Linked DNA regions of Mus musculus: regions 1 and 2 are each linked to region 3. A link is a contact called in public HiChIP or PLAC-seq and promoter capture Hi-C data. All regions are on one chromosome and are shown on one strand. Each heading gives the region's core, a stretch centred on a gene start, on an enhancer-like site or on the middle of the called end of the contact. The rest is flanking DNA. Distances are from core to core; before and after follow the strand shown.

Region 1 (4,496 bases), core at 1,196-3,695, 650 kb before region 3:
CCCCATACCTTGGACTGCCCAGTGGCATTGGGCACCTAGAGCATCGATGACGTCACATCAGCCACTGTCTCTGGAGACCTGAGCCTTGGCCTTTAGAATGTCCCTTAGAGGCTGCTAGCTGCAGCAGCATAGGGCCTGAGAGCTGATCACAAAGTTGCCCTGGCTTGAGGCCACTGGAGTCTACAGCCCAGTTCACCCAATCCAGGAAACACAACTATATGTTGAATACAAAGAGTTGTGGGCATAGTTTAGGGACTCAGAAACCCAGTTCTCCTTTTTCGCCAGCATGCTGCAGATGCTGGTGGCAGTAGCTGATTCAAGAGACAGCAGCTTCTGTGTCCACTGAAAGGTCGGTCCAGTCGCCCACCTACCCCCTGTTGTCACCTCCCATGATGTCATTCCCCAAAGGGATTTCTTCCCTCTGTGGCACATGTCAAAGGTACATGGGTTTGCAAACTCAGCCTGGCAGATTTTGGGTGCTGAGATCCAATCTCTCCAGAGAGAAAGTGGGAGAGAAAAGAAGAGCAGGAGAAATGGAGAGAGGGAAGGAGAAGGCGGAGAGCAGAGAGAGAGAAAAGCTGTGCACATGAAGTTCAGCCACCCACGAGCTGGGTGGGACGAGTACCTCAGCCCATATCAGCAGTGTGGATGGTCTGGCAGCTGATCGGGAGGTGACTCACTCTGAGGCTCTGATTGCGTCACCCTCCTCGGCCCAGGCAGATGGAGGGAGCTAGGAAACTAACGCACTGACATTTTCTACAGAAAGGAAGCCCACATATTTGTGCAAGGCCATCCAAAAATAGCAGGTTTCTCCAGGTTTGGGCTCAGAGTCGCAAGCGTTTCACTTGGAATGCTGGGTCGTGGCGTGTTTTCATAGACCACCCACCCACATTCCATTAGATTTAATCCAGTGGGCCTAGTATATGCTGGGTGCAAAACTGAAGAATGGGAGACCTGGTAGGGGTGAGACTGTGAGTAGGTGTGGAGGTAGGGGAGGCCTAGAGTTTGGGGTCAGGCAAAAAAGCATTGGACCCTAGTGGGGTAGTGGTATTGCCACTACAAAGCCTTGGTTTTCTTGTTTGTAAGGAAGGAAGGACAAAGACCACTTCATCATACTGTCTGGGGTTCAAATGACACAGACTTGGGGAGGGGGCACAGGTTGAGATCACGTGTCTTCAGTCGTCACTGGCTGCCTTACTTTCACAACGTTGCCTTTCTCTGCATCTGAAGATCCCTGATTCAGCTGGCCAGCAAATGCTAGTGATCCCCTTGTCTCCACATCCCCAGCACTTGGATCACAGATGTAAGCCTCCATCCACATCCAGCTCGTTGGCATGGGTCCTGAAGCCATGCCTTCATGGTAAGCACTCTCCTGACTGGGCTATCTCCTCATCCCAAGACATGAATTGACATAAGTCCTCAGCATTAGGACTGACACACAGCAAGGATTCACATCGTGGTGGTGCTTGCAGCATCTGGGGGCAATCCTCAAAGCCATGGGCAGCTCGGTGAAAGGAGCTGACCAGGGCGGGTGAGGGAGAGGTGTCTGAGATGAACGCTGATATGGGTTGATTGGCAACCACTGTCTCTTCCGTGCCACTGGGGCCAGCTTCTGGGGCTGCAAGGACAAACAAAACAGAGTGGCTGCAGACATGGATCTGAGGACAGTCCCCCCGGGCAAACCCCAACACGTTTATTGCCTCCCCTGGGAGATCAAGCACACTCTGCACTCACCTATGGCTTGGTTTCCTTGTTTATAAAGCAAGAATGTCTCTTCTTCAGAGGTTCTTATCAAGATTCGTTGAAATGATGGACGAGCCTCAAGTAGTGCCTGGAGGAGTGGCCCACTAGTATAAGCCACCATCACCACTACCGCTCTTCTTGTGGTCACTACTGTCACATAGAAGAGAAGAAGGTACAGAGGGGATCTGGGAAGTCAGGGTATCAGCAGAGGGGCTCAGAGACACAGCTCCACTGTGCCATCCTCAACAGCCTAAGGAGTCTTCTAGACTTCTAGAAACTGTGACTTGGGCCAAACCAAAGGAGTTTCAGGATTGTCTATGATGAAGTGACATTGGAGAGAGAGAAAGAGAGAGAGAGAGAGAGAGAGAGAGAGAGAGAGAGAGAGAGAGAGAGAGAGAGAGAGAGAGAAAGAGAGAGAAAATAGGAGAGAATAGTTTAATAGTTTTTTTTGGACAGGTTTTGGTTGTCCTGAAACTCACTCTGTAGACCAGGCTGGCCTCAAACTCACAAGAGATCCACCTGTCTCTGCCTCCAGAATACTGGGATTAAAGTTGTGTACCACCACAGCCTGGCCTCATTCAATATATTTTAATATAGGCTTAAGCATGAAGGTTAAGAGAAAGAGGCACTCAGAGGAAAGACAGGGATGTCCAGGTCTCCAGGTCAGGGTATGAGCATCCAGAGACACAGCAGGAGAGAGTAAGACATTGCAATCAAGTGAGAGTCACAGTTAATTGTTAGCATTAGCTGTATATGTCATGTTAGTAGCTCTCCAAGGGTTGCTAAGAAACCCATTTCTCCTCCTCCTTTTCTTTCTCTTATGATAAATGAGATCAGAGGGTGGCTCTGGAGATGCCAGGGATGAAATCATGTCAGATAAGGTGAGACCAGGAGCCACTGGAGTTATACAAGGGCTTTCGTCCTTTCCCTGTTAAATGGCTTTTCTGTTGAGATTCCTAGAAAATGACAGGTTTATGGCTGGCAAGGGAGAAAAGCTGTAAACAATTGTCACTCAGAAGAAATTCTTGCTCCTTTGCTGGTGAGAGGCTTAACTGAACTCTAAGGGAAGGAGCTCTGTCTTTGTCACCCCCCAAACTTCCCCGTCTTTCTACCCTGCCTGACAGAGACACTGTTGTCCTTGAGGTGAGTTTTGAAGGTTATGTAGGCGTTTTCCAGGAAGATTCTGGACAGGGTAGGGGATGATCTGAGAAACAGCGTGAACATGCTGAAGAGAAATCTTCAGGAAACAGGAAATGGCCCAGGCAGAACGCCAGTCAGGGAGAGTGACCTGAACTCAGAGGCAGAGGGCAAGTAGGAAAAAGGGAGGGAGAGAGGGAAGGAGGGAGGGTGGGAGTGCCTGCCTTCCCAGATGCTGGCAAGTGATGTCCAGCACAGGTCAGGCGGCTGGAGCCAAGGGGCTCGGTCTAGCCTCCAGGCCTGACTCTTCTATCACCCTTCTGCTACTCTTGGCTTCTCTCCAGGAGGTATAAGGCTTAGCCACAGCAGCCGAGCTAAGCTTACAGCCACTGTTTCCCTCACAGTATCAGGGAAGCTCCGTCTTTTCTTCTAGGGTGAACAGGGCTCTCTGTATAAGAACCCTCAAGATAAATTCATCTTAGATATGAGCCAGGATGAAAAATCATTTCTGGTGTAGTAGTCCATATCTGTAATCTAAGCATCAAGAGGCTGAAGCAGCAGGATTTGAAGTTCTAACTCAAAGCCAGCCTGGTTGGGGATGGATAGAGCTAAGTTGTTAAGAGTGCTTGCTTAACTGGGTACTTGGGAGGCAGAGGCAGGCAGACTTCTGAGTTCAAGGCTAGCCTGGTCTACAGAGTGAGTTTCAGGACAGCCAGGGCTACGCAGAGAAACCCTGTCTCGAAACACACACACACACACACACACACACACACACACAAAGAGTGCTTTCTTAGTATGCAAGAAGCAAGCCCTGGGTTGGATCTCAACACTACTCACACGGGACATGGTATAGGTATAATCCCAGAAGGTGGGTGAGGGAAGACCAAGAGTTCAAAGTTCATCAGCTAAAGAGAAAGTTTAAGGCCAGCCTGGCCTCTATGAGACCCTATCTCAAGCAAACAAACAACACAACCTACAACTCCTTCTATTTGTTTGAGTCCTACTGTGGCTCAGGTTGGGGCCCAAATAACTTTCACTTCAATGCCAAGAGTGATGTGGTTACTACGTTGTCTTATGGGCAAGGATGCATGAACCAAACAGCTAAACCCTGGCAGAGCCGCCGAAGGCTGAATCCATACCCTCCCTGGGTATGGGCTGGTGGGAGCAGCATCCCCATTGGCCTCAGCCTCAGCACCAGCATCTGGGCTTAGATTGCAGCTCCCCAGCATGTGGCCATTAATTAAACCACACCCTGGAGAGGCAGACTGATTAGAGAAAGCACAGGCATCAGGCCACACATCCATGGGATGTTAAGAGAGATAGCTGGTGGGTGGAGCATCTAAGCTGGGCATGAAAGGTGAGACAAACCTTCTCAATAAAGGGAGGTGAGAGCTATGAGTAACTTTTCTCCATGTTGTGACAGCATTACTGACCAACGCAACCTAAGAGGGGAAGGGTTTAATCTGGTTCATGGTTCAAAGGCACCGTCCACCGTGTTGGGGAGTCATGGCGACAGCAGTACCATGCTCCATCTGGCCACATCACATCCACAGTGAGGAAGCAGAGAAAGAAGGGTGCTGGTGCCTGGCTTGCCTTCTCCTTTGTGTTCAGTACAG
Region 2 (4,556 bases), core at 356-2,855, 610 kb after region 3:
GCACTTTCACTGACTAATCCAATCTCCCCCGCTCCATACATCATCCTTGATTTGTTCCTGGTGACATTAAACTTTTCCTGGAGCCTTATGCATACTGGGCAAGCACCCTATCATTGAGATGCAGTGTGTGTGTGTGTGTCTCTGTGTGTGTGTGTGTGTGTGTGTGTGCTATGTACATGCTTGTGATGGCCAGAAGTCCACAATGGGTATCTTTCTCAAACATTCTTTGCCTTTAGTTTCGTTATTGTTGAGACAGGGTCATGCAGGAAGATAAATCATACCCAGGGGCCAGCTAGCTCCCTGCTGTACTGTCCCATGTGGAGACAACCCAGAGACTCTGAACTAAGTGTACAGTGGTTGGATGTCAGGTAAGGATGGGGTTCAGAGAATGAAGCCGGCATTTCTGGGGCGGGTGGGGGGGGGGTGAGGCAGTAAAGACTTGAGGCCTGGCATGACTACACCTAGGAGGGGTCTGGCGCAGAGCCAATGCCTGAGGCCTGAAGCTACATCTGCTCTCCCTAGAGACCTAGTAAAGTTGCTGCAAGGCCCCTGGAGACGGACAGGTGTTTATACCCTTCCCAAGATGCAGAAGAAGTTCAAAGATGGCAGCAGCTGTGGAGGAACTCTGTAACTCACAGACACAAGTCCTGGCTCTGTCACTGTGTCAGACCAGGTACGTCCCCCCACGAAATCTGCTCATTCTTAGGGATGCCCCCCCAAAAAACCCAAAACACCAACAAAAACTAAGATAAAACAAAACAAAAAAAACTGTAAATAAAAATATCGGGATCTATGCCAAAGCACTTTATAGTAGTTGTCACTGTGTGTAGTACTGTTCTAGAAATACAGCTGCGGAATGGAGCAGGCATCCTACCTCCCTGTTCCTGCACCTTCCTCCGGGGCAGGTGCTCACACTGGACTGCAGTGAAGAAACTCTGAGAGCAGGTGGCACACTTCAGAACCCCCGGGGGGGGGGGGGAGAGAGAGAGAGAGAGAGAGAGAGAGAGAGAGAGATGCTCCAAATACCTCATTCCCTCCTCCCTTCTCTGTGGTTGCAGCGGCTCCTTATCTGTCCAAACCGGTTTTGCCCAGGTACTCGCATGGCCATATTCAGGCAATTGTACTTGAAATTCCTGCAGCTGCTACAGGGTGTAGGTAACCTGGCTGGGATTTGCCTAGAGCAACTGTACCTGTCATCTCCCCAGTGATGTGAACACTCTTGAGGAGGGTCGGTCCTGCCTCTCTTACAGAGAGCTCCCCCTGTGTCCCTATAACTATAGAACGCAGGATCTGCAAAGGAAACCTCTAAGAAGCTTGCCACCAAGCAGAGAGCCTCTGGGCGAGTCTGGCGAGCCAACTGGGCCCAATGCCCCTCTGTCTAAGTACTTTACACTCAAGTCCTGCCACTTCCTATGTAACATGGACCACATTGGCCTTAGGCGAGCTCATCACTGAGATGCGAAGGAGTGCTTCCACGAGCCCTCCTGGCCACCCTGAACTCGTGTGGCAGCTGCGGGACCCGTAGCGGGTGGACTTTGGGAACCTCCAGGGGGCGACCAGCCCTGGGAAGGCATCTCCGGCCGCGCGCCGCGCCCGTCCAGCTTGTGACTTCACCGGGCGCCCGGAGCCAACGCGGCACCGAAGGCCGGGTCCCCGCCCACGGCCCCGGCCGCAGGTGCCAGGAGCCCGAGGGGGCAGCGCCTGGACGCGCGGGGCTGGGGACCGTCAGGCGCCCGGACTGCACTCCCGCCTCTGCCTCCGCCTCCTCTTTGTAGCGAGTCCCCGGTCGGTCCTCCCCGCCCCCCGCGCGGCCCGCCGCCCGCCTTTCTTCCTGCCTCGCCTTCCTGCGGCGCGGCGGCCTCATCTATTATAGATGCTCGGCCGCGGCTGACATCAGCCAGCGGCCTCCCGAGCGCGCGGTCCCCAGCCCGGCCCAGCCGCCTGCCGCCGCCCGCGCCCAGCCCCACCGCCCGCTTTCTGTATGACTGTCACAAAGGTAAGCAGCGCAGATCGTCGCCACGCTGGGGACCCGCGGGTGCTACAACCCCCCGGGCAGGGACTTGAGGGGCTTAGGAAGGGATCGCGCGCGCGCGCGCGCTCCAGCTCCCAGGAGTCGCTCGGCCCCCAGGGGACTACGGGATGCCGGGAGGGGATGCTCCTTTGCAGCTATCCTGGACGGTGTGGACCACATCACTGTGCGCCCCGGGACTGCATTTTTAACTCTTGTGGAAGGTGCTGCAATTTTAACCCCTGGAAAGCTGCTTCGGGCTGGCTGGCGCTCTGGGTGTCTGTCCCTCAGTGTCACGCGCCGTAAGGACTGAGGGATCCATGCTGATGATGCAGGGATGGGCTGGCCATGCTAGTCAGACACACAAGGGAGCTGAACCCCACCTGCCTGTCTTTGCCATTTACCCCAGAAGCCTGGGCCTGACTCCAAAGCTACCCTGTAGAGGCGCTGCCGGATCCCTGAGTGGCTGCCAGAGACAGGGAAGGTTCTACTGCATGGGGTGGGATGGGCAGGGAGTGTGACAGAGAGGAGCAGGTAGGCATCCTGGCAGACCCCAGTTTGGAAGAGGTTCTTGGACTTGTCACAGGAGCCCGGGTTTGTTGAAGAACTTTTTTGGGGACGTCTTCCCTGCCAATGGAAGAATGGAGTTAAGAGGAGAGACCGTTGGGGCAGTGGGATAAGCCCTGGGCCAAGGCAGATTTGAGTCTCTCTACGGAGAAGGGCTAGGCCTAGTTTGGGCTTAGGTTTCCTTTTCTGCAATGGGATAAGATGAGCCTTGGTAGTGGTGGGACAAACAAGTGAAGAGTATGAACTGTACTCTTCCCAGGTTCTGTTGGAGTGCTGACCTCACACCCTGGCATCGGCCTTAGCCGTGGATTTGGCCGTCTATACACCTTAGGCCAGACTCCATCTTTCCCAGATGCTCAGCTGGCTCTCACAGCTGAGGAGGTAGAAGCCAAGCAGGCCAGGCAGCCTGCTGTGGTCAAAGCCTTACAGAAAGGCTGGGCGGTCCATTCTAGACCCTTCTAATAAGCTCCTTACCCCAGCGACTTGCTCAGCCCGGCTCGGACTTCACTTCAGACCTTGTCATTGCCCTCAGTTCTGGGACTTGGGAGCTGTATGAGAATGATAACCTGAGGGCTCGGGGCGGATGTGCCTGGCCTTAACTTTGTCAAGCTAGCTATATCAAGCGGCAGGGTGCTTAGTGCTCTTAAATGAGCATAAATGCAGCTGGGCAGAGATGTGTTGTTATGGAGATTGTAAATGCCAAAGCTTCAGGCAGGTGGGGGCTGAGGAGCAATTCATGGGCCGGGTGGGAGCATAAGTGTTAAGGCTGAAGATGACCTTGCAAGGACTGACCCTGCAACCTCTCCTGTCTATGCACACGGATTCAGACAACTTTTCTCCCTTGAAGGTAAAACTGTTTAACTGAGGAAAAAGCTGAGATTCGGAGAGGTGAGGTGACTTGCCTAAGGTCACATAGCTAATATAAGTATGGCAGGATTCGGGTTTACCCTCAAGTCTGTCTCAGTCTCCTGCTGAGCCATCAGTCTGTATGACTGGGTGTGGGGCTTCCACAGCAGAGGGACACTGTCTGGGGGCCTAGGATGGTGAGATGGTGGAAGTGGGGCCCACGTAGCCCACTGTCAGACCTTCCCTTAGGTACGCGAGGATTATTTTCTAACACTCTGACACCTCCCTGCCCAGCCCCCAACGAACCCTTCCGTGTGTCTCTTGTCTCCTGCCGAAACCAAGGTGGCTTTGGCTTAAGCCAGATCAGAGGATTAAATAAAATCCCCACTTTAACCCTGTTTTCTCTCTACGCCAGGCCTGTATGGCACAACCCCAGTCCTGTACAGCACAGGGAGTCCCTACTGAACAAGGCTCTTCCATTGCCCCAAGAGTTAGAAGACATGGCCTCTAGGTGTCCTAGGCTGGCCACTAACTGGCTGTGTGACCTTAGACCAGTCATTTCTCTCCTCAGGCTTTGGGCAAGTGTTGGTTCCAATGAGCCATGTCTTCTGCTCTAACAAGGTATACTTGGGGACTGTGATCCGGGGGGTGGTCCTGTTACAGACTAAAGAGGAGAACCCACAAAGAATGTGGGAGATGGAGTCACTGTAGGGGACGGAGTGACTAGTGATAAACCTCTGGTCATCTTGCTCCAGAGGAAGAGTCATGGTGTCCCTCTGTGTCCCCTGACAGAAGCCTCTGGGCCAGTGTTTGGTGGAGGTCACAGGCTCTGAGCTCTCAGAGGGACTGACACAAAATGAAGAAGACAAAGCAGACAGGAAGTTGCTAGAGGATCAGCTAGAGCTGAGCCCCAGTTTCCCACTGACCACCCTGCCTTTCAATGTTTCCCAACCCATTCCTCGGGGAGCCACAAATGCCTTGGAAGCTGTGAAGGGACATCTGCCCTAAGTGTCAACAGCCACACAGCCATGCTGTCACTGGTGACATATTAGGACACCTTTCTCACCATATGCATGCATCTCTATTGAACGTGTTTTGCCAAGCAATCCTAATTCCTTTATGGAAGGGGTTGGGG
Region 3 (4,133 bases), core at 973-3,472:
CCGCCCAGCGCCGGCCTCGCCACTCCCGCCTGTGACCGAGGCCGTGCCCGCCGCTGCGCCATGAGCTCTAGGCTTCGGCTTCTTCTTCGGGCCAGTCCCCGGCCTCGGGGGCGGCGGTTCCGGGCACCGGGCTCCGTTCCGGGGACCCTGGCGCCCCGTGCCTGTTGAGAGCGGGAGGGGCCGCGGGTGGCAGCGCGGGGAGCGGGGTTGCGCGGCTGTGCGCGCGCGCGGGGAGGGGCCGCGCCGTCACCCGGAGAGCCCGGCGGATCCCCGACTCCCGCCCGCCGCTCCGCCCGCCGCGCACCTCCGCTCGCCGCTTGCCCGGCTCCAGCCGCCCGCACGGTGAGTACCTGCGATCGCGAGCCCACAGCCCCCGCGCCGGCCGCCGCAGCGCTTCTTTCGTTGACTTCTCCTTTAGACTCTGTGGCGGTTGTTTCCTATCCTAACAAACGACTCCACAGCCTCGCTGCCACCGCTGCCCACCTCCCGCCTGCTTAACCTCGCTAGGCTCGCCCCTCGAGCCACAGGAGCGGGCCAGGGGGTCCCCATGCCGCCCTGAGCACTGCTCCTTGTCCCTGAGTGCGGCCCTTCGTTGGTGCTTTCTTCTTTGGCCCTCGAAATGCTGTTTCCTTCCTAGGGTCCCTCACTTCTCCGGGCTCCAAGGCCAAAAGCCCTTTGGGAAAACCCCTTGGGGACTCAGGAGCCCCAGCTTCAGGTGGACGCTCCAGGCTCAGGGTGTCCTCTTCACTCTATGCGGGCCCGGTACATTTGCCCAGAAATCCCAGAAGCCATCGTCATTTCCCACAGCTGCGGGCCCCCTTAGCCACCTCCTCAGCCTGTGTGAGAGCCGTCCCTGGGACACCTAGCTCGCCTTGTTGACCCCTCAGCCAGGGAGTTAGCACAGTAGTTTGCTTGCCTCCTAAAATGTTACTGGGGATTTCAGTGACAAGGGAGGATCAACTTGCCTCAGTTTGACTGGAAGAGATGAAACAGATAATAAATAGGTTGATACTTGAACAAGATACAAGATAGATGGGAGAAAGAGCGGTGAGCTGGCAGCGACAGACAGCTCAGGGACAGATAAGATCGACAAATAAGTATCTAAGCAAACAGAGGGAGGGAAAGATACCTGCAGACCAAAGATGCCAGGTTCTTAGCTTTGGAATTCGGATCCCTGTTAGAGTGAAGCTACCCCTCTGAAATGGATTTGCTTTTCCAGCCAAGTTCGGAGGAGGGAGTCCTAGGGACTAGATTGGCGGCAAGAGCGCCTGCCGCCCAGCATTGGGTCCATGGAGCCCTGAGTGTCTGAAGACACGTGAGGTGACTGGGCGACCTAGAAGGCCCTAAACATCAATTCCTGGGTCCTCCACCAGGCTAGACTGTGGATACAGCTTCCTCTCTGCCTTCTCCAGAGATCAAAGCGAGGGACCAGCAGCAACTTTTTAGTGCTTGGAGTTTTACAGTGGCTTCCAAGAGTGGCCAAGATTCCTTCTAGCCCATCTGAGCTGATGTCGGGGCATGAAGGATACTCAAAGAGGAGTCACCCCCACAAAAGGAGCAGCCCAGAGCCTGGGGAGCCTGTGTTGGGTCTGAGTAAGAAAAGCTGTGTGGAAGAGGACAGAAAGCTCAGGGGCATGTTTCCAAAGCTAAAAAGTGACTCCAGAGAAACGCCTGTGAGAACCTCTCTGTCCCAAGCGCTGACAAGAGGGGAGCCGGCTTTAGTCTGGAATGCAGCTAAAAAATGCAGAAAATGTGGTTAGAGACTGCGTGATCCCGGCCTAACTGATGGCTGGCAAGAAAGCGTTTTGTAAACCCAGCTGGACTCTTTCTGCTCAAGGAACACCGGGCTCAAGGAGTCAGAAGAGAAGTACAGGTTTGTGCAAACCGGTACTGTTGTCCCTGGAAGCCGGTCACCACGAAGATAGGTGCATTGGGGGCCACCCGAGGTCGTGGTGCACGCGACAAGCTTTGGAAAGGGTAGGGTTCAGCACCGCGAACAGCAGTGGCCTCCTCCTCTTCCTTCTATCCTCCTCCTTCAACCTCCATCCCTCCCCCTTCTCCCTGCCCCCACCCCTACATCCTGCAGTTTGTGATGGGCAGTGAGTGCCCCTCCTTCGCCTCCCCACCTCTCCCTTCACTGCCCCCGCCCGCACGCGTGCATGCGCGACTGAGCAGAGGGGCCGCTGGTCCCTGAAGTCCGGGCTTCAGGACCCTGGCGGGCAGGGCGAGCTGTGAGGTAGCTGAAGGCACGCAAACCTGAGTGCCGGCTGGAAAGCCTGGATTTGGCTATGGCATTGCTGTGTGGCCTTGGGCAAGTCACTCTCCGTCTCTGGGTCCCACTTCCTTTCCAATCTGAAAACAGGATTGGTTTCCTGGCAGCCGGGGCTTTCCTGAGGTTTCGATTTTCCCTTTTCCTCCCTTAGCCCCCCGGGTGCTTTTGTTTCAGCTCAGAAGCTGGTCTGAATAACAAAAGGGGCCAGTCCGTGGGACGAATGAGCTTGAGCTCCCCACTGCCAAGTAACCCCCTCGCACCCCACACGTTGCGCCCCGCTGGGCGGGCCTGAACCTAGGTAGCGGCGCTAAAAAAATGGCTCATCTGCTCTCTGCTCTCTCTGTTTCGCAGGAGCGGCGGCATGGAGGCTCTCACCACTCAGCTGGGGCCGGGACGCGAGGGCAGCTCCTCTCCCAACTCCAAGCAAGAGCTGCAGCCCTACTCGGGATCCAGCGCCCTTAAACCCAACCAGGTGGGCGAGACGTCGCTGTACGGGGTACCCATCGTGTCGCTGGTCATTGATGGGCAGGAGCGCCTGTGCCTAGCCCAGATCTCCAACACCCTGCTCAAAAACTACAGCTACAATGAGATCCACAACCGCCGCGTGGCCCTGGGCATCACATGCGTGCAATGCACGCCGGTGCAGCTGGAGATACTGCGTCGGGCCGGGGCCATGCCCATCTCCTCTCGCCGCTGTGGTATGATCACAAAACGAGAGGCCGAACGCCTGTGCAAGTCGTTCCTGGGCGAGCACAAGCCCCCCAAACTGCCTGAGAACTTCGCCTTTGACGTGGTGCACGAGTGCGCATGGGGCTCTCGGGGCAGCTTCATCCCTGCCCGTTACAACAGCTCTCGTGCTAAGTGCATCAAGTGCGGCTACTGCAGTATGTATTTCTCTCCCAACAAGTTCATCTTCCATTCGCACCGCACACCCGACGCCAAGTACACTCAGCCCGACGCCGCCAACTTTAACTCGTGGCGTCGGCACCTCAAACTCAGTGACAAGTCGGCCACCGACGAACTGAGCCACGCTTGGGAGGACGTCAAGGCTATGTTTAATGGCGGTACGCGCAAGCGGACCTTCTCCCTGCAAGGGGGCGGCGGAGGCGGCGCTAATAGCGGGTCTGGTGGTGCAGGGAAGGGCGGCGCTGGTGGCGGTGGCGGTCCAGGGTGCGGCTCAGAGATGGCCCCAGGCCCACCGCCCCACAAAAGTCTGCGCTGCGGTGAAGACGAGGCGGCTGGGCCTCCCGGGCCACCTCCACCGCATCCGCAGCGCGCACTTGGCCTGGCGGCGGCAGCTAGTGGCCCTGCAGGACCTGGAGGACCTGGGGGCAGCGCAGGGGTTCGCAGCTACCCGGTGATTCCAGTGCCCAGCAAAGGTTTTGGCCTCTTGCAAAAGCTGCCCCCGCCTCTTTTCCCGCATCCTTACGGTTTCCCCACAGCATTCGGCCTATGTCCCAAAAAGGACGACCCAGTGTTGGTCGCCGGAGAACCCAAGGGAGGCCCTGGCACCGGGAGCAGTGGGGGCGCTGGCACCGCCGCGGGTGCGGGTGGCCCGGGAGCTGGCCACTTGCCCCCAGGAGCAGGGCCCGGCCCTGGTGGCGGCACAATGTTCTGGGGACATCAACCTTCCGGCGCAGCCAAGGACGCAGCGGCGGTAGCTGCCGCAGCTGCCGCCGCCACTGTATACCCGACGTTTCCCATGTTCTGGCCAGCAGCCGGGAGCCTCCCGGTGCCTCCTTACCCGGCCGCTCAGAGCCAAGCTAAGGCCGTAGCGGCCGCGGTGGCTGCGGCTGCTGCTGCAGCGGCGGCGGCGGCTGGCGGGGGCGGTCCTGAGTCTTTGGACGGTGCCGAGCCAGCT

The links. Promoter capture Hi-C pulls out the DNA fragments that hold promoters and counts their contacts. HiChIP or PLAC-seq counts read pairs in DNA pulled down with a chosen protein or histone mark.
Region 1: an HNF4G HiChIP or PLAC-seq map of pancreatic cancer cells shows a contact between it and region 3, with 4 times the contacts expected there. The contact joins the enhancer-like site here to the promoter of Skor1 in region 3. A contact is called at or near these places in 13 of 39 promoter capture datasets (the C10 cell line, the HPC-7 cell line, the SN4741 cell line and 8 more), 2 of 484 Hi-C or Micro-C datasets (the G1E-ER4 cell line and cortical neurons), 22 of 115 datasets of contacts at active chromatin or transcription factors (the NIH/3T3 cell line, astrocytes, bone marrow-derived macrophages and 14 more) and 3 of 9 other capture datasets (embryonic stem cells, liver and macrophages).
Region 2: a promoter capture Hi-C map of embryonic stem cells shows a contact between it and region 3, with 5 times the contacts expected there. The contact joins the promoter of Coro2b here to the promoter of Skor1 in region 3. A contact is called at or near these places in 1 of 39 promoter capture datasets (embryonic stem cells) and 1 of 115 datasets of contacts at active chromatin or transcription factors (embryonic stem cells).

What each region holds. Positions count from the first base shown.
Region 1 is chr9:63,790,065-63,794,560 of GRCm38.p6, reverse strand. It overlaps Gm39359 (a long non-coding RNA gene), which reads left to right. Exons shown (of 2, transcript XR_870852.3): 2 at 1-456. Among named protein-coding and RNA genes, the nearest start is that of Gm39359, 3.4 kb to the left of the region's middle. Within about 2 kb of position 2,445, at least 36 of the 459 cell types and tissues checked have an H3K27ac peak or open chromatin away from gene starts, as enhancers often do. A contact at or near this core is called in pancreatic cancer cells, where this site is marked.
Region 2 is chr9:62,534,093-62,538,648 of GRCm38.p6, reverse strand. Coro2b (coronin, actin binding protein, 2B) reads left to right here and starts at 1,605. Exons shown (of 12, transcript NM_175484.3): 1 at 1,605-1,996. The coding sequence starts at 1,982. It overlaps Gm39352 (a long non-coding RNA gene), which reads left to right. Exons shown (of 4, transcript XR_870833.1): 3 at 1-368; 4 at 523-768.
Region 3 is chr9:63,145,069-63,149,201 of GRCm38.p6, reverse strand. It overlaps Skor1 (SKI family transcriptional corepressor 1), which reads left to right and starts at 2,222. Exons shown (of 9, transcript NM_172446.3): 1 at 2,222-2,395; 2 at 2,624-4,133. The coding sequence starts at 2,289.